2 separate regions of the Danio rerio genome follow, and region 1 is linked to region 2. Evidence: chromatin contacts called from public Micro-C data. All regions are on one chromosome and are shown on one strand. Each heading gives the region's core, a stretch centred on a gene start, on an enhancer-like site or on the middle of the called end of the contact. The rest is flanking DNA. Distances are from core to core; before and after follow the strand shown. Region 1 holds the start of osbpl2b (oxysterol binding protein-like 2b). Region 2 holds the start of acss2 (acyl-CoA synthetase short chain family member 2).

Region 1 (5,222 bases), core at 2,071-4,570, 280 kb after region 2:
TTTTGTTGGATACTTATAATGTTGGTGTGACCTAGTGATGACTGAGCAGTACAACGTACTTGGATTAAGTTTTAAGATCAAATTAAAACACGACAGTTGGTTTACAGAACAAACTGTCACCTTATAAGAAAGGTTGTGCTGATCGGTTTAATAAAGTCACATTCATTCAATTTCCTTCAGCTTAGTTTCTATTTCAGAGGTCGCCACAGCAGAATGATCCGTCAACTACCCTTCCAGCTGCAACTCAGTACTTAAAATGTGTATACTGTTTTACTGAAGAAAGAGAAACTACGGTGGCCATTGAAAACCTGAAGCTGAAAAAGTCATGATTAATCAATAATTACTGAAATATGAAAACATTGAGCTAATATTGAAAATTAGAAATTGCTTTTGAGTTACAAAACAAACAAGCTAATGGCCTGGACAATATTGAAGGGTGCCAACAATCCACATCTGTTTATTATTATTTGATAATATTTAATATGGCGATGCAGTGGCGCAGTAGGTAGTCACATCAAGAAGGTCACTGGTTCGAGCCTCTGCGTTTCTGTGTGGAGTTTGCATGTTCTCCCTGCGTTCATGTGGGTTTCCTCCGGGTGTTCCAGTTTCCCCCACAGTCCAAAGACATGTGGTACAGGTGAATTGGGTAGGCAAAATTGTCCGTAGTGTGTGTGTGTGTGTGTGTGTGTGTGTGTGTGTGTGTGTGTGTGTGTGTGTGTGTGTGTGTGTGGATGTTTCCCAGAGATGGATTGCGGCTGGAAGGGCATCCGCTACGTAAAAACGTGCTGGATAAGTTGGCAGTTTATTCCGCTGTGGCAACCCCGGATTAATAAAGGGACTAAGCCGACAGGAGAATGAATGAATATTTAATATTATTTAATTATTTAATAATAATTAATCTTTTATCTTTGTCATAATGACAGTAAATAATATTTTACTTGATATCTTTAAGACACTTCTATACAGCTTAAAGTGATATTTTAAGAGCTTAACTAGGTTAATTAGGTTATAGGCAGGTTAGGGTAATTAGGCAAGTTATTGTATAACAGTGGTTTCTTCTGTAGACTTTCGAAAGAAATATAGCTTAAAGAGGCTAATAATTTGTAACTAAAATGGCTTTTAAAAAATTAAAAACTGCATTTATTCTAGCTGAAACAAAACAAATAAGACCTTTTCTATAAGAAAAAAATATTATCAGACATACTGTGAAAATTTCCTTGCTCTGTTAAACATCATTTGGAAAATATTTTAAAAAGAAAAAAAAATTTGCAGGGGGCTAATAATTCTGACTTCAACTGTATATATTTTTAATGTATTTTCAATGTTGTTTTCTCAAGCACAAATGGCATCTTCGGCTTGGCTGTCACGTAAACTTAAATATGCTTATTAACAACTGGTTTAAGACACTGAGGCTTTTACTTCTAATGGGGTATATGCACAGAGACTTTCAATTTCAGTCAGCTTGCCCCAGGGCTTCCAGTTAATTGTTTTCATATACAAAATTTAAGATCTAAAAAGTTTAAGATCTGATTTCTTTAAAAAAAAACAAACAAAAAAAACAGCATCTTCACTGTTCTAGATATGATATAAAGTGGGTATCAGACCAAACAAGAAGCTACATAAAGTTATATTTTTCCATGACATATCTTTAAAATGTGGAAATTAGTTTTACAATGGAATTCTTGCACTAGTCTGTTGCTAATGACGGCACCTTTGTCTAAATGGTCTTTCGTCTCTTTTTACGCTTTAATAACCCAATGGATGCTTAAGTCTATTTAACTGATTGTATTTGAATTACATTACAGCATCAATGCTGTAAAAAGAATCTTATGAAATTAAAAAGTCACATAAAGCTTTCAAGGCTGGCGCGGTGACCCCAGATTAATTAAGGGACTAAGCCAAAAAGAAAATGAATGAATGAATAAAGCTTTCACCTGAAGGTAATCATTAGCTGAAAAACACTTTAAAGCCCACTGGGTGATAAAGAAATGTTTGTGTGGCTTTCCTTATTTACACTTTTTTTTTTACTCATTTCTTTAGTTCTTTCTTTACCCTTTCTTTAGCTTCTTTACAAATCAATGTGTAAACGGAACCTGTTTATTTAATTATTACGTCATAAAGGTTGTCTATCATTTATACCATCATTTAATGTAAGCGAAAAAGGTAAAATAGAAATTACAGTTTAAAATCCCGCAGATGTTGATATTTATTTGTTGTTTATTTTATAAAAATGTAAATGTAAAATGAAAAAATAAATCTATTTTGTTTTAATGTTTTATTTAAATGTAGCTTTTTAAGGCAGTTGAAAATGTAATAGTAGAATAAAATTACAGATTTTTATTTCACATTTAATTTCCCACTCTAGTGATGCGGCGACGCAGTGGGTAGCATGTTCGCCTCACAACAAGAAGGTTGCTTGTTCGAGACTCGGCTGGGTCAGTTGGTGTTTCTGTGTGGAGTTCACATGTTCTCCACGTGTTCGCGTGGGTTTCCTCCGGGTGCTCTGGTTTCCCCACAACTCCAAAGACATGTGACAGGTGAATTGGGTATGTTAAAAATTGACCGTAGTGAATGAGTGTGTGTGTGTGTGAATGAGTGTTTGTGTGTTTTCCAGTTATGGGTTGCAGATAGAAGGGCATCCGCTGTGTAAAACATATACTGGATAAGTTGGCGGTTCATTTCGCTGTGGTGACCCCAGATTACTAAAGGGACTAAGCCAAAAAGAAAATGAATGAATGAATGAGTGATTTCACATTCTTTTGCAGATTCTCCGTGTTCGTGTGGGTTTGCTCCTGGTGCTCTGGTTTCCACCACAGTCCCCCACAATACATGCGGTACAAGTGAATTGAATAATCTAAATTGGCCATAGTTTATGTGTGTGAATGAAAGTGTATGGGTGTTTCCCGGTGTTGAATTGCAGCTAAAAAGGCATCCTTGATGGGATTAATAATTTTAAAAAAAATTAAAACTTACATTTTCTGCAGCTTTGACAATTAGAGTAGCATTAGCAGCAGATATTGTCTGATTGAAATGAAATGTAGGCCTATAACTGAAGGTCTTGTGGAAAGTACACAGACTTTTAGTCATTTTTTGTTCAGAATTGTATACGTTTTGAATTAAAATAAAAATTAAAAATGGATATATGAACCAAATTTTTGCTGAGTCACATCATTAATTTAAAAGTAAGTGTTAGTAAGTTTAGGAACACAAAAACTGCATCATAAATAAATTGTGCAACACAAATGGTCCTGCTCTGACGTAAAGCGTCAGGCGACGAAAATCCTGTGATATAATTGGCCAAGAGACACGTCAGTCAATCCGCCCATATCGGTCTCTTCCGTCTGTATGTGTCAGCCTTTCAGCAGCAGCATCATCAACTCTACATCAATCCCTGCCCGAGAGAAGGGACAGCCAACAATCATCACAGGTACCCGACTTACTTCTTTCTAAGTAACCTTTTCGACTCTTTTCTTCCAGTAATGAAAGTTGTCATGCAATGCTTTTCAGCAGATCTAAAGCTCTCTAAAGGGGTCAGTAAGTTTGTCAGTTAGCGACTGGAGCTTTAGCCTATTAGCATGTTTTCAGTCTTCGTCTGTGCTCGTAAAACCTCGTGAACTGCTGACATACACAGCACATTCCAGTTAAAAGCGATCACTGGAATAAAACCAATTAATTGTCTTTCTAAACCAGAACACTCCAAAAATGCAGTCTAACTTAGCTATGAAGCTCTCTGGATTTTAGGACACAGCCCTCGTTTGGGAGAGTGTCAACTGCTGAATTTGTTGGCGTTTTTGACATTATTGTCGGATGAATGTAAGCCAAACATTTTCAGGCAAGCGTTGACTTTCACTTTGAAAGGTTCAAGAGGTTCAAACAGGACGTGTTGAGTTTGAGCGCTGTTCAGCTGTCATTTCCCCTCCTTCTCTTAAAAAAGTAAACAGTTGGATTTTGTCGCTTTCTTCGTAACGTTAATTTAAACGACTGTCTCCCTATGTTGTACAGTCTAAGTTAGTGTTAATTTTTTTAGAGGGTTTAACGTTATTCACTAACATGTAATGTATAGGAAACGTCTTTCTTTATTGCGTGACTTGCTTGCAGATGTTGAGTGATTTTTCTCGATAACATTGTGAAACTGTCAACGTTACAGCTACTGTCAAGTGATAAAATCTAATGCAACTCCTTCATTCACTCCTGTGTGCTGATGTTCAAGAATTCTATGTATTAAATACAATCTGACAATAAACGTGCAATAATGTTATCGTTGGCGCTTATACAATACCATAAATAATTTAAAACTCTCATAAATTGGGGGTAAAGTTGGTTTTAAGATCACACACTCAGAAAGGTATTATTTGCCAATTCTAAGCAGGGAAATCATATTATCAGCTAATGAGTTTAAAAATACAACGTTGTTTACTAGGTATACTCCGATAAATCGGTCGGTCGAAGATCGGTATCGGCCGATAATCACATTTCACGACCGGATTGGTACTTGCTGATCAGGCCGATATTATGAACTGATCACTGATAAACTTGTTTGTTTACAACCCTGGTTATATGTACAGTTGAAGTCAGAATTATTAGTTCCCCCATTGAATTTTATTTTTTTTTATTTAATAATTCAGGGGGGCTAATAATTCTGACTTCAACTGTACATCCACAGTGCTACAACACAAGCGCAATGTTTCCAAATTGCATTGTCAGTAATTTTTCTTACCATTTTTTTCTGTCTATTTTATCTATTTTTTTGTGAAGCTGCTTCTGACCATTACATGTCTGCAACATCCTTAGTTCATTCTCTTAGGTAAGGCAAGATCTCAATGAGGGAAAATGTGCTTATGCAATGGCAAAGTTATATAAAGCTTAAAGCATCAGAATAGGTACATGGTATCGGCTAATCACAATGCCGAGTAATTGATCGGAGTATTCCTATTGTTTACTGTCTATCTAATAGTGCTAATGTTGTTTTGAAGTTAGACTTGCATGCCTTTTCAGATCCAATATTCAAAGTTGCACAGTAAACAATACATGGACCATGTCATTGAACTAATATGCAAATTTTAAAACAACTTTTAGTTTTACATAATGCATTTTAAGAATATTGTTATTGCTCTATTTGCAGTGGTTTTCATCATGACACCAAATGCTTAAAGGCTTAATAGTCTCTTTATTAAAAAATAAAAGGGAATCAGGCTTAGGAAATGCTTGATATATTGTTTGTT
Region 2 (5,429 bases), core at 413-2,912:
TAATTAATACTGATAGTTAAATACCTTAATTGTGTCGTATTGTATAGTGTTATTAATATTTTTTATATTATTAATAACAATGTGTTATCTATTTCATTTACATTACTTTCCTGATATTCAGTTTTACCAAGTGTATGTGTTTGAGTGAGATGCCGTGCAGATGATTTCCATGCGATAAAATTGAATATTTTGATCAGCAATGACTAAAAGAACACACAAAAACTCTCAGCTTATAAATAATGCAAGCACATTTCTCTAAGTAATTAGTTAATGTGTCTATTTTGTAGTATTTTTATTTTACTTGAATAATAAAAAATGGTTGTATTTTTTCCCTATGTGCTAGTGTGTAGTACTGTCTAACAAGACACTTTTAGTAGAAAAATAACAACAACGTTGCTCCTCCGTCCGGTAGAGGTCACGGTGAGTTTAAACACTGCGCGCCTCTTTCGCTCTTTTAGAGCAAAAGTGTGTAACTGTACTGTGGGCGACATGCGCTTCTTCCACTAGGGGGCGTTTGGCGGTCCAGAACGATATGATACTAAAGATTTTGACAATTTTTTCACGTGTATAGTAAACATTTAATATTTTTTTTAAAGAAACTTAGTTTAAATATATAAAAGTGCTGTATTCTGTACGTAATTATTACACATTCACTTACCTAAACATTTATTTGGCATTCGTTTGAATTGCATTAAATCATGTTTAGTATATAAGCAAATTATTTGTGCTTTATTTTTGTATCTTTTAATAAATCTGTATTTAACTAAATTATTTAATCCCGTTTAGATTATATTTTACGTTTATTACAAATTTACGTTTGTAGAATTGTTTTATTTTCATAGACCCACTTAATTTGATTTATTTATTTTTTACTTTAATTGACAATAGAAGAACATAAAATCAAAATCCAGGAGATCACATACAGATCTTTAAAAGGGTCAATAATATACAGTAACAAGAAAAGCCCTAATCACATATTCATACAAATAACATAAGGCGGAAAGAAAAACATAGTATTAACAACTATAAATACTAATAATATTAAAATTACTAAATCAAACAAAAAATAAACAAGTGAAATTATAATGACACTTAACAAGCAGGAAAGATACTAAAATTGAGAATCTCTTTTAAACTTATTACATCTATATAATATTTCAGGAATCTTGAGTTTTTTTTTATTCTTAATAAGATGGGGTGCCTTTAGGAGTGAGTTAAATTCTATTCTAAAATGAAAATGGATGGATAGCTATTTGCGAATTTCTGTTTGTGAATGAAAAAATTGCCAGATAAAGTAATATAAAAATATAATGTTTTCCAGGGGTTTGTCTTTTGGGTATTATGATTTAAAAAAATCAATGTATTTGAGACTAAAGCAAGTCACAGCATTGGCAGAATCAAATATGTCAGAACCTAGGAGTACAAAAAGTCCCCTGTGCCCCTTTATGAAATACAATTGGACGTTAAAAGTAGTCGTAACAAAAAAATAGGTCTCAAAAAAAGCTCTGACACTTTATATTGTTGTTTACGTTGCTGTACACCGCTATTTCTCTTTACAAAATATAATTAAAAAGTGAATGTAAAAATTTATTTAGTAGTCACTTACCAACCTCCAGTAACAAGCCCCGCCCATTTCAGACTTCACGTTTCACGTTGTTTCCATTCCAGCCGCCCGCATCATTTCTACGCGTCAATGGCTGTCCTTGTGCAGACGCTGAGGATCTGTAATCCACGCGTGGAGGAATGAATGATCTTACACTGCATGCACGTGTGTTTTAATTACTTGTTTGATTCAGTTAAAGGCTGCGTTTGCTGTAGACTCGGAAATGATTTGATCTTGAATCGACCTCACACAAGATAATCTCAAACCTGGGCAGACCTGCAGTCTGACAGCACTCAAGTGCATCTCTGTTTCTTTGTAAATATATTGCCATATGTGGATTTCTGCAGAATCCAAAACTTACTTCGTTTCTCCTTCAGTCGTCAGAGCAAGGTTTTTCTAGCTCAGAATAACACTTTCTAACTGCGTTTTTTGTTAGCGCGACTCGCTCTGCTCGTCCTTTTTCAAACTGAATTGAACTGAACTGAACCGAATCGCTTCTGAATCACTGAAACACAACAGTCGGCTGCTCCACTTCCAGATTCAAATCCGTATCTAGTCTGAATTCGTCTTTTGGTCGTTATTTCGGACTCAAATGCACACAGCGTCTGCAAGGGAGTGAAACTCCCACACGGAAGTGACTTACACACGTTAGGCCAGTGATTAGTCTGTGTTGTTTTAGGAGGCTTTATTATTTGCGGCCATTGACATATTAGTTATTAAAATGATCCCTGAAAAGGCACCAGGAGGGGACGTGTTACATGCGCCAGGAGACTTGAAGAAAGAAGCGCACATCCCCAGCTTCGAGAAGTACAAAGAGCTCTACATCAAATCAGTCGAGTCTCCTGAAGGTGAGTATCGTGTTTTAGACTGTTGTTATCAGGATTAATAGGATTTGGGGTGTCTCGGAGCCTTATGCCCTTGGTAGACAGCAGTTAAATATGTCTAGGGTGCTTTATTTTTAAGTTAGGGTTATGTGTATTGTTTGAATGAATGTTAAAATAGTCCCTACATTGTTACTTTCAATCACTAAAGCTTAATTTAGCTCTTTGTGTATATTAATGCATCAAAATAAAGTAAAATCTTGTGTTTATAAAAAATAATTTGTGTACATGGAGTTTGGGTGTTTCCCAGTGATGGGTTGCAGATGGAAGGGCATCCACTGCGTAAAACATATGCTGGATAAGATAGAGGTAAAGTTGGCTTTATATTCGCATATATATTTTAATATCGCATTATTTTATATTTGTTCATTTAGCAGTCACTTTATTGTTTACCTAAATATTCGATCGAAATTAACATGCAAGTTTGGCTTTTAAACAACATTAACACTATCTGATTCGCTGTTAACAATGCTGTACTTTAATGGTCATTTGCTGCTAATATGATTTCCCTGTTTAGAATTTGCTAAAAATATTTTTCTGATATTATATTATTAAAGAGAATGTCTGAATATCCGAATATAAAACCAACTTTACCTCTGTCTGGATGAGTTGGCGGTTCATTTCGCTGTGGCGACCTCTGATTAATAAAGGAACTAAGCCGAAAAAAAAAATGAATGAATGAATTTGTCTATAAAATAGTGTGCACAAAGTCAGCATATATTCTTTATATTAGTATGTTTTATGTTTAACCTTTTTCTAAAAGCATGTGACAAAATATATAAATGTTTTATCTTGAACACTTATTGAAAAAAACTATGATTATACAAACACAAACTTCACTACATAATGTGAGGTTATAATAAGGCTGTGTCTCAGAGCCTTATGCCCTTGGTAGACAGCAGTTAAATATGTCTAGGGTGCTTTATTTTTAAGTTAGGGTTATGTGTATTGTTTGAATGAATGTTAAAATAGTCCCTACATTGTTACTTTCAATCACTAAAGCTTAATTTAGCTCTTTGTGTATATTAATGCATCAAAATAAAGTAAATTCTTGCGTTTATTAAAAATAATTTGTGTATATAGAGTTTGGGTGTTTCCCAGTGATGGGTTGCAGCTGGAAGGGCATCCACTGCGTAAAACATATGCTGGATAAGATAGAGGTAAAGTTGGCTTTATATTCGCATATATATTTTAATATCGCATTATTTTATATTTGTTCATTTAGCAGTCACTTTATTGTTTACCTAAATATTCGATCGGAATTAGCATGCAAGTTTGGCTTTTAAACAACATTAACACTATCTGATTCGCTGTTAACAATGCTGTACTTTAATGGTCATTTGCTGCTAATATAATTTCCCTGTTTAGAATTTGCTAAAAATATTTTTTCTGATATTATATTATTAAAGAGAATGTCTGAATATCCGAATATAAAACCAACTTTACCTCTGTCTGGATGAGTTGGCGGTTCACTCCGCTGTGGCGACCCCTGATTAATAAAGGAACTAAACCGAAAAAAAAGTGAATGAAGGAATTTGTCTATGAAATAGTGTGCACAAAGTCAGCATATATTCTTTATATTAGTATGTTTTATGTTTAACCTTTTTCTATGAAAAGCATGTGACAAATTATATAAATGTTTTATCTTGAACACTTATTGAAAAAAACTATGATTATACAAACACAAACTTCACTACATAATGTGAGGATATAACATTAGGCTGTGTCTCTGAGTCTTGTGCCCTTGGTGGACAGAAGTTTAAGAGATCTATGGTGCTTTATATTTAATTGGGGCTAGTTGTATTGTTTGAATGAATGTAATGAATGTCACTAGACAGTTACACTGTAAAACCTCATTTGAACACTTATTGAAAAAAAATTATGATTATTCAAACACAAACTTCACTACATAATGTGAGGATATAACATAAGGCTGTGTCTCAGAGCCTTATGCCCTTGGTAGACAGCAGTTAAATATGTCTAGGGTGCTTTATTTTTAAGTTAGGGTTATGTGTATTGTTTGAATGAATGTTAAAATAGTCCCTACATTGTTACTTTCAATCACTAAAGCTTAATTTAGCTCTTTGTGTATATTAATGCATCAAAATAAAGTAAATTCTTGCGTTTATTAAAAATAATTTGTGTATATAGAGTTTGGGTGTTTCCCAGTGATGGGTTGCAGCTGGAAGGGCATCCACTGCGTAAAACATATGCTGGATAAGATAGAGGTAAAGTTGGCTTTATATTCGCAAACATACTTTAATATCGCATTATTTTATATTCGTTCATTTAGCAGTCACTATATTGTTTACCTAAATATTCGATCGGAATTAGCATGCAAGTATGGCTTTTAAACAACATTAACACTATCTGATTCGCTGTTAACAATGCTGTACTTTAATGGTCATTTGCTGCTAATATGATTTCCCTGTTTAGAATTTGCTAAAAATATTTTTCTGATATTATATTATTAAAGAGAATGTCTGAATATCCGAATATAAAACCAACTTTACCTCTATCTGGATGAGTTGGCGGTTCACTCCTCTGTGGCGACCCCTGATTAATAAAGGAACTAAGCCGAAAAAAAAATGAATGAATGAATTTGTCTATAGAATAGTGTGCACAAAGTCAGCATATATTCTTTATATTAGTATGTTTTATGTTTAACCTTTTTCTATGAAAAGCATGTGACAAATTATATAAATGTTTTATCTTGAACACTTATTGAAAAAAACTATGATTATACAAACACAAACTTCACTACATAATGTGAGGATATAACATAAGGCTGTCTCTGAGTCTTGTGCCCTTGGTGGACAGAAGTTTAAGAGATCTATGGTGCTTTATATTTAATTGGGGCTAGTTGTATTGTTTGAATGAATGTAGTGAATGTCACTAGACTGTTACACTGTAAAACCTCATTTGAAAAAAGTTTTGAAGTCAGT

Evidence for each region. A called contact is a pair of places that touch in the nucleus more often than the background predicts.
Region 1: a contact with region 2 is called in a Micro-C map of caudal fin, with 7 times the contacts expected there. The contact joins the promoter of osbpl2b here to the promoter of acss2 in region 2. A contact is called at or near these places in 3 of 18 Hi-C or Micro-C datasets (caudal fin, hematopoietic stem cells and an unstated tissue) and 1 of 4 datasets of contacts at active chromatin or transcription factors (caudal fin).

The regions. Positions count from the first base shown.
Region 1 is chr23:9,635,484-9,640,705 of GRCz12tu, forward strand. It overlaps osbpl2b (oxysterol binding protein-like 2b), which reads left to right and starts at 3,321. Exons shown (of 14, transcript NM_199872.2): 1 at 3,321-3,427.
Region 2 is chr23:9,360,821-9,366,249 of GRCz12tu, forward strand. acss2 (acyl-CoA synthetase short chain family member 2) reads left to right here and starts at 1,663. Exons shown (of 19, transcript NM_001328353.1): 1 at 1,663-2,451. The coding sequence starts at 2,325.